Regions from separate parts of the Mus musculus genome. Here region 2 is linked to region 1. A link is a contact called in public HiChIP or PLAC-seq data. All regions are on one chromosome and are shown on one strand. The core of a region is the stretch at or near the end of the contact, and the rest is flanking DNA. Distances in the headings are between cores, read along the strand shown. Region 1 has its middle 78 kb from the start of Gm20742. Region 2 overlaps Mtcl1 (microtubule crosslinking factor 1).

Region 1 (6,632 bases), core at 2,544-5,043:
CACAAGAGGGAAAGCATAACAAAGTTATTTACAAAGCTTTGAAAGACAAGGGAGGCTTAAGCTGTAAAGGTCTAAAGACCCAGAGGAAAGTGTGTATTTCTCTTAATTTCCTGTTTGAAACTGGGAACATCAAAGTTGTACATATTCGTGAGTTACCATTTGATGTCATTGTGTGTGTGTGTGTGTGTTGTATGAAGTTTAAATTAAATTACACATAATTTGCTTATCTCCTCCAGCATTTATTACTTTCTGGCTAATAAAATAACAAAATCATGGGACCATGAAGTGATTGCCTTGCAAGCATGAGTGACCCATGTTAGAACAAGTGTTAAATGTGACACTTTACCCCTGTAATCCAGAGGAAGCAAGGACAGGCATGTCCCTGGTAGCTGGAGGACTAGATAGCCCTGCCCATCTGTGTTATTCCTGGCTAGTGAGAGACCCTGTCTCCAACAAAAAAGTAACTGTCATCTGAGAACCATCGCTAGTCAAAACTAGAGGTTGTCTTCTAACTGCTACAGGTATGCACTTATCCATACATACACACTCACACCCACACAGTTATATACACCACACACACACAATTCTCCCTCCCCCCAATACACACACAACTATTCAAAATATTTTTCTTCTAATTGAAATGTGTATTTCCATGCTCAGAATCAACGAAGAGTGTGCAATCATTTAGAAATGTGGCTGGGAGGCTGTGGTTGGAGACTGTGCAGCAGTTATGAGCACAGGCTGCTCTTGCAGAGGACCCAGGTTCAATTCCTAGCACCCACATAACAGCTCACAACTGTCTGGAACTCCAGTTCCAGAGGATCTGACACCCTCACACAGATGTACATGCAGACAAAACACCAATCAACATGATCTAAATAAGTAAATCTTTTAAAAGAAAGAAGAAAAGGAAGGAAGGAAGAAAAGAAAAAAAAGAAAAGAAAGTTGGTTGGACTAAAATGGGCTTTGATCTAGTAGGAATAAAAGCAAGATCTTATTGTTTACAATTGTTCTTAGCTTCTTGGACCTTCGTTTACTTCAGTCTAATACAGGACAGAGAACTTGCTACATGCAGCCTTAATAGCCTCTTTCAGGAAAGAGACTTGAGACTTTCTATTGCCTGCATTGACACAGAACAGTGGGGGGGGGGGGTCAGAGGATGTTTTCTGAAGAGGGTGTTAGATCCTCGGGAACCAGAGTTGAAGATAACTGTGAGTCTCCACGTGGGTGCTGTGGATAGAACCCAGGGCCTCTGGAATAGTAGCCAGTGCTAACTAAGCCATCTCTCCAGCCCCCTAAATTCACTGTTGAATTTAGGCCTACACCCTCCCCCAACCAACCTGAGAGGAGGGACCGAAACAGACACTTGCACATCAGTGTTCATTGCAGTATTTTGCAAAACACAGCCTACCCCACCATCAGCAACGCCAGGTATATAACATATACATAAAATGGATAGAAGTGGGAACTCGGTTTTCAAATCGTCAAAATTTGAAAAGGTGAAATCTATTTTTAAAGGCACAGCACAAGGTCTTGACTCTATGGCGATGCCCTATAAATGTCTCATGAATATACACATGCCTCTGCCCAGGACGCTGAGCCCTGTTCAAATGTCACCTCCCCTGAGACATTGTCCTCTCTCAGACTGCCTCTTTGTGCTCTGTCGTGTGGTTGCGTTGGTCTGTGCAGACTGTGCACTGTGAGAACAGCATGCTCACTGTATGCCCTGTGCATGGGGTAGATTCCTGCCCTTGCTCTGCCATAAGCTATGTGCCCTTGGACAAGCTACAGAGTCTTCTGAGCACCCTCATGTGGAAAGCAGAACAATCAGGAGCTGTGTTCAAGGAACACAGAAACACCGTGGTGCGGTTATCCCGGTTGTGACATCCTGAGCCGCGTGCAGTGAGCACCGAGCCTCAGTAGATGTTCTTACGATGTCTATAGCAATCATGAGCTGTGTCCAGTGAGCACTGGACCTCTATAGATGCTGTTACAATGGCTGTGACAACCTTGTCTCCTTCCCACTAGTGAGTCCCCTAGAGAAGGAATTACAGCATCCTTTTCTTCACCCAGAACAGCCAGCTCCTGGTGCATGGCAGAGGGCCAGTGAATGAATGAATGAATGAATGAATGAATGAATGAAAATGAGTGGATGAATAAAATTATTGCCCAGAGGGTCCTCCTATAAGGGACACTACACCTAGGGCACATTACCCATGGTGCCAAACATGGGTGCTCCAAGCAAACACCACCTCTTTTTTTTACACCAATGTCTTCCCAGTCAGACCTTATCACCTCAAGGCACTGAAACTCCAAAGCTGCCTGTAAGCCACAGACCACCTGCCAGAAGGACATCTCTTGGCTTCTATTTTTTCTTTTTAAGATTTATTTATTTGTTAGATGTAAGTACACCGTAGCTGTTTTCAGACACCCCAGAAGAGGGCGTCAGATCTCATTATGGATGGTTGTGAGCCACCATGTGGTTGCTGGGATTTGAACTCAGAACCTTTGGAAGAGCAGTCAGTGCTCTTAACCGCTGAGCCATCTCTCCAGCCCCTGGCTTCTATCTTTTAATTCAGTGATGTTCATTCCTTCTTGAAGCACTCATGCCTTTCAGAACATCTGAAATGTGGTCTTCCCAGCCGGTTCGCTCATCCCCTCTGCTTTGGGAAAAATAACAAAACAACACATTATTCATACTGTAAACGCAAAATCAACCAATCTGATGATGGTAAGACATGGATTCTCAAATAAACAATGGGTGGGCGATTTTGCCCCACATGGGCAATTATTAGCAACATCTGAAGACAGTTTTGGCTCTCCCGTCTTAAGCATGGCAGGTGAGCCATTGTAGTACTTTGAGTATGGAGTGGAGAAGGTCAGAGAGGCTCCAAAGCCCCTGCAGTGCCCAGCATGAACTCACAGAGCAAAGAATTCTCTAAGAATGCATGAGTGTGGAGGCAGGAGTAGAAGCTTGAGGCTATCCTGAGCTACGTAGGGAGCCAAGGCAAGCAAGCAAGCAAGCAAGCAAGCTAGACTGTCACTAAAACAAGTCTTGCTTTCAGTCCCACTGTCAGGAACATAGCCTCACCTGGGTGTTTAGGTCAGACTAAGCTGCTGTGTGCACATAGACACAGACATGATAGCCAGGGCTATACCGAGAAACCCTGTCTCGGGGGGTGGGGGCCGGGAGGGGGAAAGTCAAGGTTAGCTTGTTGATATGTGGAGTCAGGCTACAGCTCACCCCTGACGAAGAAGCCTTTAGGATGAGAGTAAAGAGGCAGGCAGCTTTAGGGTAACCCTTGCTCGGTTTAGCAGTCCCTGCACCATCAGGCTGGGAATAGATACTACTGTAATGCCATTGGGTGCAGATTCATCCGGTTATAGATCCCTTAGGAAAACAGCGGAACTGTAAGTACTATAAGGCATGAAAAAAAGAAAACGAGTCAACACAGGGCAACTTTTTCCAAATGAGTTAAAGCAAAAGGAATTTACTAATGACACTAACTAGGGCAGACTGAAGATTCCTGTCTTCAGGGGGGAAATATAGGTCTGTTTGGCGACCTGTATGCTTCCTTGTGTATCAGTTGGATCGAGTGGCTTTCAGCACGATTGACTCCCCTTTGGTATGTTCTGGTTTTCTGGGTCGAAGTGCAAGGGCTCAGTCTTAGAACACTGGCCTCACATACGTTCTGTTTAATATCTGGCTGCTGCATCCTGCAGCCATCACTGTGAGCCTAGGGGACGGTGAGAATCTCTCAGAGGAGTGAGTGGGTAACATTTTCCATCCAGCCCAGCAGAGTTGCTATCGGAAGCTGCACTCTGGACAGGCATACACGCTAGAGAATCCGAGCCCCCGTAGTGAGCGTTATTTTGGAGGAGCAAGGAGCAATCTTTGTTTCCTTTACACGTTTTTTGGTTCATTTCTAAGAAATGCAATTTTATTACTTTCGAGCACAAGCAGCAACATTGAGCCCAGCTCAACAATAGCATGGCTTGCTGCCTAGAGGGAGTCTCTCTTTTAGGTTACCATTGAGCTGAAAATGATTATAGTTAGCACAATTAGTCATGGGTAAAAAAACAGTTCTGTGGGGCATGAAAATAACTTCCTATCTAATAGAGACATCTCATCCCACAGTCATTCCTGCACACACTCACCCCACACACCCTTAAAGTAAACTTCCCCTCACTGCTTTGAGATCAGAACCTACATCAGATTAATGAAATACAAGGTGATGTATTTTATCACGTTGCTAGAGACATTTAATTGACAAGAGAGACCAGTGTAAGGGGCAAAGAGAATTTTCCTTTTACCCCCCCCCGAAAATTCTGTACTTTGAATCTGACAGCGGGCAAATTAACAGGAGAATCTCATATAACTTCATGACGTTCATACACACTGGGGCACTCACAAAAACAGGAGATTTGAAGACAAGCCAGATGGTTGAGATTTATCTAACATATGCAGAGGCTGGGGGAGTTTCTGGGTGAGAGGTGGAAACAGGTTAAGCAAGAATGAAGAGAGGAGGCCAGGGTAGACAGAGGCTGTCTTGTTGTCCAAATAGTCTCTCACAAAGCAGTCCTAAAGGATTAGTTAAAAGCTGTACTTGTTGGACCTGGAGAGATACCTCAGTGGTGACGCACGCTTGCAGCTCTTCCGGACAACCTGAGCTCAGGTCCCAGCTCCTCTGCTGGGCAGTTTACCGTCTCCTGTAACCCCAGCTACAGGGCATCTGAAGATCCCCCGGGCTTCCGCAGGCACACACACATAGAGATACACAGAAATACAAATTAAATCTTTTCCTTTTTTAAGGTTTTTCCCTCTTAATGGTCCACCATTGAAGCAAACTCCTAAGATAAGGCATAAAGACAATAGATGTCCTGGTTCTCAGCCTCAGAGGCTCCTGCTCGCCATCAGCAGCTCTTCCCAGGGCAGAGACTCCCAGGAACCATCAGCTACTCCTACCAGGAGAGCACATAATGGTGGGAACACTTGGCAGGCAGGACTCCTTCTGACCTCCCCTTAAAGGGTCCCACCAGCTCCCAGGAGCTCCACCCTGGAACACAAGCCTTGGACACATAGGCCTTCAGCTAAAGATTGAGATCTAAACCACAGTTCTGTGCAAACGTCAAGAAAAGGCAGACACTGACGCTTCTCTGCTCTTTGGTTAGGAGCGGATCTTGAGAAGGGGTTCCTGACATGGGCATTCCACAGCAGGCACTGCCCGCCCAAGCTTCCAACTTTCCGATGCCATGCTCTGAGCCCCAACACCAGCTGTTTCCAGCCTGAATATCCCAAGAGAAACATGGATAAACATACTAGTATTTTTCCACAGAGTCAGAACATATTGAATAGCGGTAAGTTCACAAAGCACACTGGTTTCATCGGCACAGCCAGCCAGGCACTTGTGCTTTCCTTGATAGCCCGGCTGTGGCAAACACAAGTCTGTCTGCTTGCTTTATTTTTATAATAAATGACCAACACTAACGTTCAGATACTACATTATATCTTCATGGATGCAATATGTGTAGGCCACCAGGTGTCTCTAAAGGGTCAAATGGGCTGCAGCAGAACTCAATGTGTTTCAAGGAGACCAGAAAGACTGAGAATCTCCTCAGGAGTAAGATGCAGAAGCCAGGCTGCAGGGTCAGACGGAGCTGCAGAAGGGAATTGTGACGGAGTGAGGGGAGCTGTGGGGAGAAAGGCAAGACCAGGTCCAGGTAAACACATGAGTAGACAGATCCCAGACAAATGGATGGATGGTCAGCGTTTCTTCCAGGCTCCGCCCAACAGTTACCTAGCAACAGCCAGGTAGGAGCCTGGCTGCTATAAAAAGACTGTTTGCACCTGCCTCCCTCCCTGCCTCCCTCCCTCCGTCCCTCTGTCTCTCTCTTCTCTCTTCTCTCTCCCTCCTTCTCTGTCCCCCTTCTCTCACCGCATGTTCCCAGCTGGTCTCTTCCCTTCTTTCTCTCTCTCCTCTCTCTCTGTCTCTCTCTGTCCCTTCTCTTTCTCTGCCTCTACTCCCTTCTCAACTCCCCCTTCTCATGCCCCAAAATAAACTTCGTTTTATACTAGACCCATTATGTGGCTGGTACCTAAGGGAGGGGAGGGCCTCATCATGTGCCCACTAAGGCACCCTCTCCTGCCACATCATACTACTGCATTACAAAACATTATCAGTCAGCAATTTGACTAGGCCATACAAACAATGAGGACCAAGCCAAGTTGGAGCCTCTGCGACAGCCATGAGTTTTCTGTCTGTCAGTCCCTTGATGCACATACTGGCTGATCAGATGGCAGGTTGATGCATCCATCACTGACAGTGTTGGACTCTTCCTTTTTATAGGGTCTGGGGGTGGGGGTGGAGTTTGCACCATTCCCTCAGTCTGGCATGGTCACCAAGTTCTCAAGCCTGATTTTCGTGGTGATATGATTTTGGTCCCAGTTTACTCTGATAAATTTAGAGGGTGGCATCATTTCTACTTTCAGGAATATCTTATTTATCAGTTTATGTCTTGTGGGTGATTCTGGGAAGATGGCGTTGCTGACACATCTATCAAGGTACACAGGCGCTCTCCATCTTCACAATGTAGTCAAATATTGCTTGCCAAATGGATTCTTTAAGGAAACA
Region 2 (6,632 bases), core at 1,152-3,651, 140 kb before region 1:
ATGCCTGTGGAAGCTAGACAGTGTGAGATCCCCTGAAGCTGGAGTTACAAGCGCTTGTGAGCCACTTACTGTGAGAGCCGGGAATGGAGCCCGTCCTCTGGAAGAGCATGCTTAACTGCTGAGCCATCTCTTGAGCCCCTAAAGCCATGTTTTTAAAATTGGAATAAATCATTATTTAAAATAAAGCAGTTGGCATTTGGAGCTAGATCTTAGCCTACTTGTAGCCTTAAAAGTGAGCTTGCTGCTTCTCGCTGCATACAGAAGAAGAACTGAGACTTCTGGGCTTAGACAAGGATTTTATCCCTCAGCACACGGGGCAGTCCTCTCTCCCCCACCCCCATAGTTCCCATCCAGGAAGTGTGACCTAGTGAGGCCAGGATGCTGTGTCTGTAGTGGGTTGGTGTCTCGGTTGAAGGAAACCGAGCATGGGGATTCACCATCTTCTCTCCGTCATTTGTATGCAGCCTGTTCTGTGCCATAAAGGGGTGATACATAGCCTCATCCCTCGAGAGCTCCTCTAAACATTCCTGAGAAGCAGTCCAAGTGAAGCCTGGTCATGGTCTCCAGTTCATGGCTTACACACACAGCAGAGTAGTGTGAGCCCCACAGAGACAGTGCTACACAGAACCAGGACATCTGGGCGTGTGTTGTGAATTGTGACTAACACAAAGCCATCCTTCATCCTATTATCTGGCTATAGTTTTTAAATCTCTAAAGTTTGTTAATTTTTATTTCAAACCATTACCATTCCCGATGCTTCTTTGTAGACTTAGATGATAGGTACCCCACTTCCAAGTATTGCTCCCCCACTTCCTTCACCTCTCCCTTAATCAGACATCTTTAGAAAGCAATAGTTATATGAACATTCATTGCTGTTATGAATATGGAAGACATAAATGATTCAACCCTTATTTTTTTTTCTTGATTTTTTTTTTGATATTTTCTTTATTTACATTTCAAATGTTATCCCCTTTCCTGGCTCCCCTGAAGTCCCCTATCCCATTCCCCTTCCTCCTCCCCCTGCTTCTATGAGGGTGTTCCCCCACCTGCCCATCCACTCCCACCTCCCGCCCTGGCATTCCCCTACACTGGGGCATCAAGCCTTCACAGGACCAAGGGCTTCCCTTCCCATTGATGTCCGACTAGACCATCCTCTGCTGCACATGCAACTGGAGCCATGAGTCCCTCCATATGTACTCTTTGGTTGGTGATTTAGTCCCTGGGAACACTGGGGGTTCTTGTTGGTTGATATTGTTGCTCTTCCTATGGGGTTGCAACCCCCTTCAGCTCCTTCAGTCCTTTCTCTAACTCCTCCATTGGGGGCCTTGTGCAGCCAATGGTTGGCTGCAAGCATCCACCTCTGTATTTGTCAGGCTTTGGCAGAGCCTCTCAGGAGACAGCCATATCAGGCTCCTGTCAGCAAGCACTTGTTGGCATCCACAATAGTGTCTGGGTTTGGTGACAGTATATGGGATGGATCCCCAGGTGGGGCAGTCTCTAGATGGCCTTTTCTTCAGTCTCTGCTCCGAACTTTGTCTCTGTTTCCTCCATCCTTCTTAGAAAGGGGAACAAAATAGTCACGGGAGGAAATACAGAGATTCAGTCCTTAGGATCCAGCCTATGTGAAACAACCCACTGCTTCATAATGAAACACCAAGTAAGATCCGGGAGAAAGCGGAACCGGGTCATCTAGTAAGATTTACATGGAGAATGCTTGTACTCCCGTTCTTTTCCTGTATTTCTTTAGCCACATCTTGGCTTCCCAGGAGCCAAAGTATGTCTGATGCTACCTTCCTGCACTTCCCGCTTTTGTACTCTCTCCTCTTCCTCTCTTCCTCTTCACCTCTGTCTCTCTGAGGTGTGAAGCACAGGGGTATTTGTGGGAGGAGAACTATTCCGGTTTAGCGGTGGGAAGGAAATCACTTACCAGTGGAGGATATCTGAAAGTCTCTAAATGCCCTCACTCTTTGATGCAGTCTGCTTTGCAGCATCAAAGAGGCCCCTGGTGGGAGCAGCCAAGCCCTTCTCCAGCTGCTGGGGGTGGGGCAGTTAGTCACTGCAGACATTCCTTTGGTGTCCCTGAGAAACTTATCCATGAGGACGGTAGCGTGGCTTGGAGCCAAAGGCTGCCAGGCTGCCGTGGTATGTTTGCTCCTCAGCTGCACTCCGGAGCTAGGTGGCAGCTACTCCACAAATCCCCTCATTTCACCAAAAGACTTGTTTGAAGTTACAAATGTAGCAGACAGGGAGCCTCTAGAACCCAGGCCCCCGATGCCAAGCTCGCAGATGCTCTTTTGAGTTTGTTTGCTGTTGTTACATTTCTGTTCTCCCTCCTCTGTAAGTGAGGAGGGACTGGGAGGCGGCTTTCCAGCCTTGCAACACTGACGGCTGCTACTCTTTTTGAAACACTTAGAGTTGGGGCAGCTGTCCCTTCTGCCAAGAACACTTCAAGGACAAGCGCATGCCCTCCTCCACTCCCTTTCCCTGGAACCGACCTTGTCCCAGAAAACCATCCTGAGCCAGTGTAATCCTGATCCTTCAGGACATCTCTCAGGGGTCCAGGTTAACCTGACCCATTTGTGACAGATTACAACTATTTTTAATGTCTAAACCACCTTTTAGAGACCAACCCTTGTCCTCCTTGGGAGAGCATAGACCAGCCCAGCCTAGGACATGCTTCTGAAGGCTCCGTAGCGAGTTATGATGCGCAGTCGGACACAACTATCTTCAGTTAGGTTAGCATGAAGACAGAGAATTACTATGCACATAGTGGGACAGCAGCTCTTTGCTGCACAGTAGGTGCCTGTGCTTTGGCACAGATTGCTGGGGTTCCCTGTGGGGCTTTTGACTTTCCTGGAGGTTGTAGTGGCGTGTAACCCTCACTATGTTTCCACTGCGGAATAGTCTTAGCTAGGTACGAACGAAGACTGTTATCTGTCAAAGACAATGGGTTAAAATTTGTATGCAGGTGGATTTTCGGCAATATTGAAGTATAGAAGCACATTTTTTTGAGAGGAAGGAAACATTTAGAGCCTTGGCAAGGGAGGAAGAGAAGCAAAATTGAGTGTTTTTGTCGTGTTAGATGGTGGTATTCTGCTTGCTCCAGTATCCAGGTGTTGTCAGCTTTTAGCATGTGTGGTGTGGTTCGAAAGTCTTGAGTAGTTTTTCTTTAAAGTTTCTAATTCTGAGGAATCATTTATAATAAGCCCTAAATATTAAGTGGAATATATTTATACCTCAGAGACGTTTTCTATACATGAAGGCTTTCACCCATTTCTAATGGCTGTGGTCGTTCAGTGTCCTGTCCTCAAATGATTTGACATTAACAGGGCATGACGGCAATACTGATGAGGCAATACTGATGACTCCCCAATTATGACTGAGGGGAACAGTTAGCAACATGGAATAGTCAATCATAGAACCCTACAGTAGAGTCCCTAGAGACAGCTCTTGGGAGCTTCAGATGCAAGGAGAACGTTACCGTATATTCTACAATTCCACTAAAAACAGGGGGAAAGAGAGAAAGAAAACAAAACCAAGCCCAGTGGGAGTTAGAAGTAGAGATTGAGCATTCCGAATCCAAATGCAAAAAGGGATCTATAGTTTAAAACATTTTGAGAACTTACATGATATCACAAATGGAAAATTCCATACTCAAAACTATTCTGTGTTCAAAATTATTTTAAAATACTGTGTACATTTACCTTCATCCTGTATGTGTAATGGATACATGAATTTTGTATTTAGAGTTTGGTCTTTCAAGCATTTCATTTTATAGGTGCTAATACCCTAATATCTCAGAGATGGGGGACAACCCTGAGATATGAATACTTCTGATCCCACACATTTTGGAAAATGTGCCATGGGGTATCATGGACCAGCCCAGCTTACTTCCTATCCTTTAACCACAGATGTCCAGGAGTCTAGAATGCCACAGACTTCCATAGCGGTCGACTTTATTTTCTATTGTTTTGCACTTTAGCTTTTGCTAAGGAGAGTTTAGTATGTCACCCTTGGCGGCGCTGGGTTGGTGAACTATCCCTGTAGTAACAACTAACACTGACTTTGTAGTGATAGCTCATCTTCTGAAGAACTCCGGATGGAAAAATGCAAGTCAGAAACAAAGGTAGAGATGGCTAGAGGCAGGAGGCAGGAGGGGCAAAGAGGCTATTTTCTGCCTGTTGACCCTGGGTCAGCAGCCTTGAGGAAGTCTGGCTACTGCAGAGAGGACATGAGACAGGAAGGAGGTGTTAGGTCTCTGCCTGACCTGGGTCTTTGCAGATGCACATCAGGAGCAAACCCAGGGATGTTTCCAGCAGCACAAACGCAGAAGAGCTGTTCGTGTCTCTGGGGGATTTGGGTTTGTTTAGAAAGAATCTCTTTTGATGGGATGGTCTGATAAAATTTTCTAGATTTTGAAATGCAGTAGCATTTTGCTGCAGTAATAAGGCAGGCTCATCCTTTTGAAGAACGTGAATCTTCCTTTCATTGGCTTCCAAATTGTGGATGTGTCTAAACGAGTGTTTAAAGCCCCGGCCTGTTTACTGTCTATGCACAGAAGATAAAAGCTGTCAAGCTGCCCTATGGGAGGCACACAGTGCCTGCCAGTGGCCTCTCTTCTCAGCAGGGTGAGGGGGCCACTGAGATGTTTTTCCACTTATCCAACTGACATGGGTCACCTCATATTTCCCTAGGGTTTTTTGTTTGTTTGTTTGTTTTTGTTGTTGTTGTTCTGTAGATAATTTATAGAATGTTCCTTCAACCATAGGATTTGGGGTGATTTGAAGACAGTGGATAAATCTTTCCAGTTGATCTTGTATCTATCTGCCTTGGTATCTTAAGTCCTACGACTCGGTAAATCTATGAAAGTGTGGTTTTTATCTGTAAAAGCCGTAGCCTTTGGCACTGTTGAGGCTTCCTGAAACCTGCCCATGCTTGTGCATGTTTAAGTCATCCGGTGTTTGTGTGATCAGACAGTCGATAATACCAGTGGCTTGGGGACAAAGGATGTGTACATTTTTGCTGATGGGGATGGGGGTGGAGAGGGACAGACAACAAGTTTTCAAAATACAGTTGAGGACGGCAGAATATGCCAACCTTGTAAAAACTCTCTCCCTTTCTCCTTCTAGTCATTACAATGTGAGACGGCCGTTCATTGCCATGGGGCAGAAAGGGAAAAGGCGAAATGAGTGAGGGTTGCCACGTAGGGGAAAGTAGATAGCGGTTGCCAGATTTTTCATTGTGAATTGACATCATTTGTTAGGGATTAGCCTCCAAGGCTTAGGGTCCACAAGTCAATGTCTGCTCTCCTCCAAGCAGAAGAAAATTATATAGCACCATCAACTTCTTTCCCGAGGCTCAGTCCATTCTGTCCTAAGCCCTTAGCAGGTTTGTAGCCATATGGCAGAGCCCGATTAAGGAGATCTTCAGGAAGAACCCTGCAGGTTTCAGATTGGGCAGATTGCACACCGGCTTTCTGCAGTTGCCCATGTGCTTATATCACCTTCATAGGGCCAGAACCATACACTTAAAACCTTTCCTCCCATCATTAATTCAGGCTGAGAGCCTTTCCGCAAAGAACACTTTGAAAACCTGCTTGTAGAACAATCGAATAGGTCTCATTTGTTATCAGCAGCATGAAAACAGTGTCATGAGAAGAAAACGTTTCAAAGGCAGAGTGCCATAATGAGGCCCTTATTTAAGGGCAAGCTGCCTGCCCAAGCAGGGGACCTTTGGAAAGGCTTGTAATTGGCACACATTTCTAGAGAAAAGTGCAGTGGCCATGAATGGCCGATTGTCGTGGAAATAGGCTTTCTGTTTGTAGCTGTACCTCAGGAAACATTAGACCTTGGCCTGTGCTGACTAGAGGTCGGAGGAGGTGGAATACAAGACTGGTACTCAGGAATGACTGACAGGAAGGGTCACAGGCTTGGAGTTGCAGGTCTGTCTCTTCCTGGGGATTCACAGAGCACACAGTCTTCGGACCTTGGAACTTCGAGGGTGGAGCTGATGCCGTGCCGTATGGTTGCTGTATCTGCTGTGGACCAGCACTTCCATTGTTAGCTGTGGAGCCCTTTCTTTCCTTCTAGAATATAGATGACCTGAGTACAACCTCTGGTTGCATAAAGAGTGTCTACCCTCCAAGGTGCTCTATTTGGAGTCCCCCGAATATTGAAGTCACAGCATCATACACTTATCGTTAGCCTCCTGGAATGTGGGCCGACCTTACCTGTTCATTCAGATCCTGTATGCTGTTGGCACAGAAGTAGCTCACCCACCCACCCACTCCTGCTTCCTTGTCTTGGCATTCCCCTACACTGGGGCATCGAGCCTTCACAGGACCAAGGACTTCTCCTCTCATTGATGTCTGAGAGGGCCATCCTCTGCTACATATGCGGCTGGAGCCATGGGTCCCTCCATGTGTACTCTTTGGTTGGTGGTTTAGTCCCTGGGAGCTCTGGAGGTACTGGTTGGTTCATATTGTTGTTCCTCCTATGGAGCTGCAAACCCCTTCAGCTCCTTGGGTCCTTTCTTTAGCTCCTCCATTGGAGATCTTGTAGTCAGTCCAATGGTTGGCTAAGAGCATCCACCTCTGAACATGTCAGGCACTGGCAGAGCCTCTCAGGAGACAG

What was found. HiChIP or PLAC-seq counts read pairs in DNA pulled down with a chosen protein or histone mark.
Region 2: a FOXA1 HiChIP or PLAC-seq map of pancreatic cancer cells shows a contact between it and region 1. The contact joins two enhancer-like sites. A contact is called at or near these places in 2 of 484 Hi-C or Micro-C datasets (liver and uterus) and 4 of 115 datasets of contacts at active chromatin or transcription factors (embryonic basal ganglia, embryonic stem cells, extraembryonic endoderm stem cells and 1 more).

The regions. Positions count from the first base shown.
Region 1 is chr17:66,267,147-66,273,778 of GRCm38.p6, reverse strand. No RefSeq gene overlaps it. Among named protein-coding and RNA genes, the nearest start is that of Gm20742, 78 kb to the right of the region's middle. Within about 2 kb of position 3,793, at least 30 of the 459 cell types and tissues checked have an H3K27ac peak or open chromatin away from gene starts, as enhancers often do. A contact at or near this core is called in pancreatic cancer cells, where this site is marked.
Region 2 is chr17:66,400,865-66,407,496 of GRCm38.p6, reverse strand. All of the region lies in intron 3 of Mtcl1 (microtubule crosslinking factor 1), which reads left to right. Among named protein-coding and RNA genes, the nearest start is that of Mtcl1, 46 kb to the left of the region's middle. Within about 2 kb of position 2,401, at least 67 of the 459 cell types and tissues checked have an H3K27ac peak or open chromatin away from gene starts, as enhancers often do. A contact at or near this core is called in pancreatic cancer cells, where this site is marked.